Linked DNA regions of Mus musculus: region 1 is linked to region 2. The links are chromatin contacts, called in public HiChIP or PLAC-seq maps. All regions are on one chromosome and are shown on one strand. The core of a region is the stretch at or near the end of the contact, and the rest is flanking DNA. Distances in the headings are between cores, read along the strand shown.

What was found. HiChIP or PLAC-seq counts read pairs in DNA pulled down with a chosen protein or histone mark.
Region 1: a contact with region 2 is called in an H3K27ac HiChIP or PLAC-seq map of large pre-B cells, with 4 times the contacts expected there. The contact joins two enhancer-like sites. A contact is called at or near these places in 2 of 484 Hi-C or Micro-C datasets (the 63-12 cell line and the C10 cell line) and 1 of 115 datasets of contacts at active chromatin or transcription factors (large pre-B cells).

The regions. Positions count from the first base shown.
Region 1 is chr8:81,465,597-81,468,345 of GRCm38.p6, reverse strand. The region is part of intron 1 of Inpp4b (inositol polyphosphate-4-phosphatase, type II); the gene reads right to left. Among named protein-coding and RNA genes, the nearest start is that of Gm51582, 120 kb to the right of the region's middle. Within about 2 kb of position 1,350, at least 26 of the 459 cell types and tissues checked have an H3K27ac peak or open chromatin away from gene starts, as enhancers often do. A contact at or near this core is called in the 63-12 cell line, where this site is marked.
Region 2 is chr8:81,078,261-81,081,305 of GRCm38.p6, reverse strand. No RefSeq gene overlaps it. Among named protein-coding and RNA genes, the nearest start is that of Gm9725, 47 kb to the right of the region's middle. Within about 2 kb of position 1,290, at least 24 of the 459 cell types and tissues checked have an H3K27ac peak or open chromatin away from gene starts, as enhancers often do. A contact at or near this core is called in the 63-12 cell line, where this site is marked.

The DNA.
Region 1 (2,749 bases), core at 101-2,600, 390 kb before region 2:
TACAGGAAATTACCTAAAAATGACACGTCTATTGGATACTCTATTCCATTTTATGATCATTTGGTGAGTGTTATATTGTTCTTCAGTTGTATCCTTCCTGCAATATCAATCAGAGTCCCAAGTGTCTGCGTGGTGTTCTCTCATTTCCATTCTTAATAACATTCTTAAGGATTAGGTCTTACCTCTCAGCACCAGCCAAATTTACCACCTGTCAAAACGTTAATGCCTACTTTCCCACAAAGTGATCCCCAGGTACTTTGGACTCTGTTGGTTGTACCATTTGCCACCACTGTATAGCAATTAAAGTCAAGGGCTCCAATTCATTTTGACTCCTTACATTGCCTTGTGTTGTCTTGTCTCCCCGACTATTCCACGTTCCTCAAGGACAGGTGCATGCTGTGACTATTGCTGATCTCCCTTGCCACTTAATGCAATGACTAATACATCAAAATATCCTTAATAAGGAGATTCCACTTCATACAGATTAAATATTAATGCAGATAAAAGAGTTGACTTATGGAGCATGAATATCTCACTGTGTCTTCTGAGAACAATTGCATAGCAAGTCCTTATTTTTGCCACATCAATTATAAATTTCAAAAAAAAAAAACCCTGAAGGATAAAAAGACACAGAAGATGCATGCAAGAAGTCACAGTATCACACAAAGGATGATCCTATGTGGGAATATATCCAAAGGCAGTCCGTGTTTGACCTTGTTTTTCTGCCAAGGATAGCACTTGCCTCGAGGGTAATTAAGATAGTTACAAGATAAACTGAAAAGGAGAATTGGGTTTTGACATCTGGCAGAATCTTGGAGCCAAAGCAAAATCAGGTTTTACTTAGAGATAAAACAAGATTCACATAAAAATATTAGACTATGTGGAACTAGGTCATGGGTTCAATCCTCAAAATAAATAAAACACAAGACTATGTGTACAAATTGTCATTCAGTCCTTTGGTTTTAAGAATTAATAATTTAGATCCAGACTACTCCCAAAGGTATGTATGTAGCATTAGCCAGCAGTTGTGGTACCTTTAAGAGGTAAGAGAATGAAAAAAGTTACTGGGAGTCTGTCCTTGAAGGAATATCAAAACCCTAAATAAATGACTTAATCCTTTTCTGGCCACCATAAGGTAAACAAGTCTCCTCTAACATGCATCTCTTTTCATGATGCACCATCCTGATATATCACTAAAGAAAGAGAGCAGAATAAGCACAGAATCAAAATTAGGGACCTGGAGACCAGAAGTAACCTTTCTTTCTTATAAGTTGATTAGGCTGTGCATGATTTCACAGAGATGAAAAGCTAACTGACGTGATGTGGATGTGAAACAGGAAGACCTACTGAAGAGGAAGAGGTCAACAAAACCCTCACATCTGTTCTCCTTGAGGGAAACACCCACTGGGAAATGACATGAGGGTGAAAGGAGACCTGGGGGTAGAAAATGAATGTTCATGGCTCAGAGTTAAGATCCTCAGAGAAACTGAACTCACCACTTAGCAACTCTTGGCTTATCGTGGAGGTAATATGAGGTGTGAGAAAAGGTAATTCTGCACAAAGATGGAGCTGAGACAAGATGGCATCATCCATAGCCAATAGGAGAAGTCTAAAAGACATGGACATTCTCAAATGTCTTCAATAGAGAGTGTGTGAATATTGAGTAGGCTGGCACCACCCACCACCCTGCCAGAAAATGAGGTCCTATGAGCCTTGTCCCCACCCACCCTTACAAATCACAAGACTACAGAGGGGTGAGCAGAAGACAATGGGAAGTGTCTAAAAGTACAACCGCTGAGCCAATCATCAACCTATCCGGTAAAAGAGAATGAAAATTAATGCAGCTTATGTCACTATTTTATAGATAAGAACACCAGACTGGAATGACAGACGTCCTTCCTTGAGTGTTATACATGAAGTATGAGGGGAAAAAAACTTTTTGTGTTTATAACATCTGCTCATGTTTGGATACATTTTCCAAAACTCTCCTGAGCCTACATTGTTTCTTCACCATGAATATAAAATTGTGTTATTTCTCAACATATAAAAATAGAAACTCAAATTCCATTTTAGATAAATGCAAAATAAAATCATTTTAATTAATTTATTTTTAAGACATTATGAAGTGCATTTAAAATCAAGACACAGATAATATACAGAAAATTGTTAGGTTTAATTTGTAAATTTAGAAATATTACTGAATTGAGAGTCATTGTACAAAAATAAATTATGTTATCATAAAATAATAAATAAAAGGGAAGTTATGGCACTTGAAATAGGGTGATAAGTAAAATATTTGGAATATGACTAACAAGACATGTTTATAGCTTCTATATCAAAGACCTAGAAAGCATGTGAATGAGCAGAGAATGACAGGACATGCTCATACATCAGAAGGCTCACTCATCAGTATGTTAATCCTCCTACACTTGACTAGTGCACTCAGTATCTCACAGTCAATTCTTAGCTATGTTAGTTTGGCTTTATTTTTTTTTTACAACAACATTTATTCAGAAATGTAAGGATCTAGATTACCCAAGTCAATGTTAATGGATAAAATAAGAATTTGAAAGTGCTGCATTTTTACATATTAAAACTTAAAGAGCCAGGAGACAGCTCAACAAAATGCTCCGCATACAAGCCTGGTGACCTCAGCTCTGATCCTGAGTTCATGTAAAAGTTGAATGTGAGGGTGCACATCTGTAGTCCAGGAGGCAGAGGCAGGAGAATACTGGGAAGCCCCAGGTCC
Region 2 (3,045 bases), core at 41-2,540:
AGACCTGCTCCATTGCTCCTGTATGGCGGATCCCGATGAGAAGAGGCAGTCCATGGTTTTAAGGCATTTATTGTAGGCCGGCCATGGCCTTGTGGACAGAGAGGGTAAGGGAATGTGGAGAAAGAGGGAGCAAGAGGGCAAAAGTAAGAGAATAAGAGAGGGAGGAGGGGGCAAATAGACCTATCTGGCTGTTGCCAGGTAACCATGGGACGGAGCATACTGACTGTTGCCAGGTAACTGTGGTGAAGTCCAGACAGAATGCCAGGGGCTTAGGGCATTGTGCCCTACATGACTGATGGCCACAGACTTATGGAGCTGGGACCTGGTGTCTGGTAGCGTGGCAAACTTCCTTCCATCCCTTACAGAGTTATCTGCTGGGTCTCTGGGGTTTAAGCCTAGCTCAACCACAAAGCAGGCTTCCTTTCATGGTTCCACATTTCTCTTCATTCTTACGCCTCACATTTACCTGGGATAATTTGGACCCCTTACATTTCCATAGGACTTATGTCTGGCTTACCAGTATCCACCAAAGACAAGTCAGGGCAAAGTAGAAATAAAGCAAGGGGCAGGATAAAGAGGCTGTAGCAAAGAGCGGTGAACAGGGTGGGAATGAGAACACATGACATATGAATACTTTGGCTGGAAAAGAGTAACCCGAGACTGGAGGATGGCGAGATCCTGGAGAAGGTGAAGTATGAAGGGGTCAGCTGAAGCTGGTAGATATGAAAATGCCATAAGAAAATGAGAAAAGGAGGAAGACTTGCGTTAAATTATAAAACAGTGTGAATAGAACCATTGGCTGTCTGGTTTCCAGCTCACTCTGCCATGTTGAATTCCAGTGCTGCAGCCCCGAAGTCCTTTTCTCCCTGTGAGCACTTCCAGAACTTCTCCTTTCTACAAAAGCTATGCAGGCTTTGCAGACCGGTTCCTAAATAACTTTTAGTTTTTATTGCTAACCTGAATGGAATTTCTAGAGAGTGGGTGTTGGTGTGAAAGAGGAAGAAATATCTTACCCAGACAGCCACAAGAAAACATCAAGGTTTAAAACAGTAATTTACAACACCGTGTACTTCCTTCCGCTGGAGGAGTGGGACTGAGCAAAATCGTATGTATCCTTTTGGGCTTCATCCTCCCTCGTCTTCTCCGCAGGAGAAATGCTGGCTCACAGTGTCCTCTCCTGGGTTCAAACCTGTTTCCCAGTGTGAGGTAGCAAACTGCCCTGCACCATTCCCCGAGGGGGTTGTTATTCTAGGCTGCTGAGAAAGAACACTTGGTGCAAGCTACAGTTTTTTATACCCACAGCTGTTGTTTTTCAACAGACAAGTAAAAGTTGTACATTTATGGTCTACACGTGTGCATCGTGCAGTGGCTAAATTAATGTGCATTGTAATGCTTACTAACTTTTAATGGTGAAAATACCATTTACTCTCTTGCCAATTTTCAAATGTATGACAGAGTTTACAACCTTTCTACTCCTGCTAGAGAGGGTCTTTTTTATCATCATCGTTATTTTATTAGCAGAGTTTGATGTTTTAAGACTTCCTGTGTGAGACAATACAGCATGTATCTTTTTCTAGGCCTGCGTGTTTCACATAGAATACCCGCATGTCTCCATGTCTTCCTATGTGGTCATGAGTAGCTGTCCTATGAAAAGTTGACTTGCATTCTGTCAAGTGTGTGTTCCTGTCTTTTGCTCACTTCAGTTGAGCCAGTGTGGTGTTGACTATTGAGAATAAAAAGGCTGCGAGGAAAATGAGGGTCTGTATCTCTTCAGCACGCTCGCTCCCGCTGACAGCTGACAGCAGTGAGCTTGGGAAACCGTACGATAATTTTATCTTTTATTTCCTTTAAAGACATCCCATACTGCTCTCCTTAAAGGCTGAACTAATTTGGAATTCAGCAATCAACAATTTGGAAGAGTATCTCTTTTTTTTTTTTTCTTTCCATTTTTTATTAGGTATTTAGCTCATTTACATTTCCAATGCTATACCAAAAGTCCCCCATACCCACCCACCCCCACTCCCCTACCCGCCCACTCCCCCTTTTTGGCCCTGGCGTTCCCCTGTTCTGGGGCATATAAAGTTTGTGTGTCCAATGGGCCTCTCTTTCCAGTGATGGCCGACTAGGCCATCTTTTGATACATATGCAGCTAGAGTCAAGAGCTCCGGGGCACTGGTTAGTTCATAATGTTGATCCACCTATAGGGTTGCAGATCCCTTTAGCTCCTTGGGTACTTTCTCTAGCTCCTCCATTGGGAGCCCTGTGATCCATCCATTAGCTGACTGTGGGCATCCACTTCTGTGTTTGCTAGGCCCCGGCATAGTCTCACAAGAGACAGCTACATCTGGGTCCTTTCGATAAAATCTTGCTAGTGTATGCAATGGTGTCAGCGTTTGGATGCTGATTATGGGGTGGATCCCTGGATAAGGCAGTCTCTACATGGTCCACCTTTTAATCTCAGCTCCAAACTTTGTCTCTGTAACTCCTTCCAAGGGTGTTTTGTTCCCACTTCTAAGGAGGGGCATAGTGTCCACACTTCAGTCTTCATTTTTCTTGAGTTTCATGTGTTTAGGAAATTGTATCTTATATCTTGGGTATCCTAGGTTTTGGGCTAATATCCACTTATCAGTGAGTACATATTGTGTGAGTTCCTTTGTGAATGTGTTACCTCACTCAGGATGATGCCCTCCAGGTCCATCCATTTGGCTAGGAATTTCATAAATTCATTCTTTTTAATAGCTGAGTAGTACTCCATTGTGTAGATGTACCACATTTTCTGTATCCATTCCTCTGTTGAGGGGCATCTAGGTTCTTTCCAGCTTCTGGCTATTATAAATAATGCTGCTATGAACATAGTGGAGCATGTGTCCTTCTTACCAGTTGGGGCATCTTCTGGATATATGCCCAGGAGAGGTATTGCTGGATCCTCCGGTAGTACTATGTCCAATTTTCTGAGGAACCGCCAGACGGATTTCCAGAGTGGTTGTACAAGCCTGCAATCCCACCAACAATGGAGGAGTGTTCCTCTTTCTCCACATCCTCGCC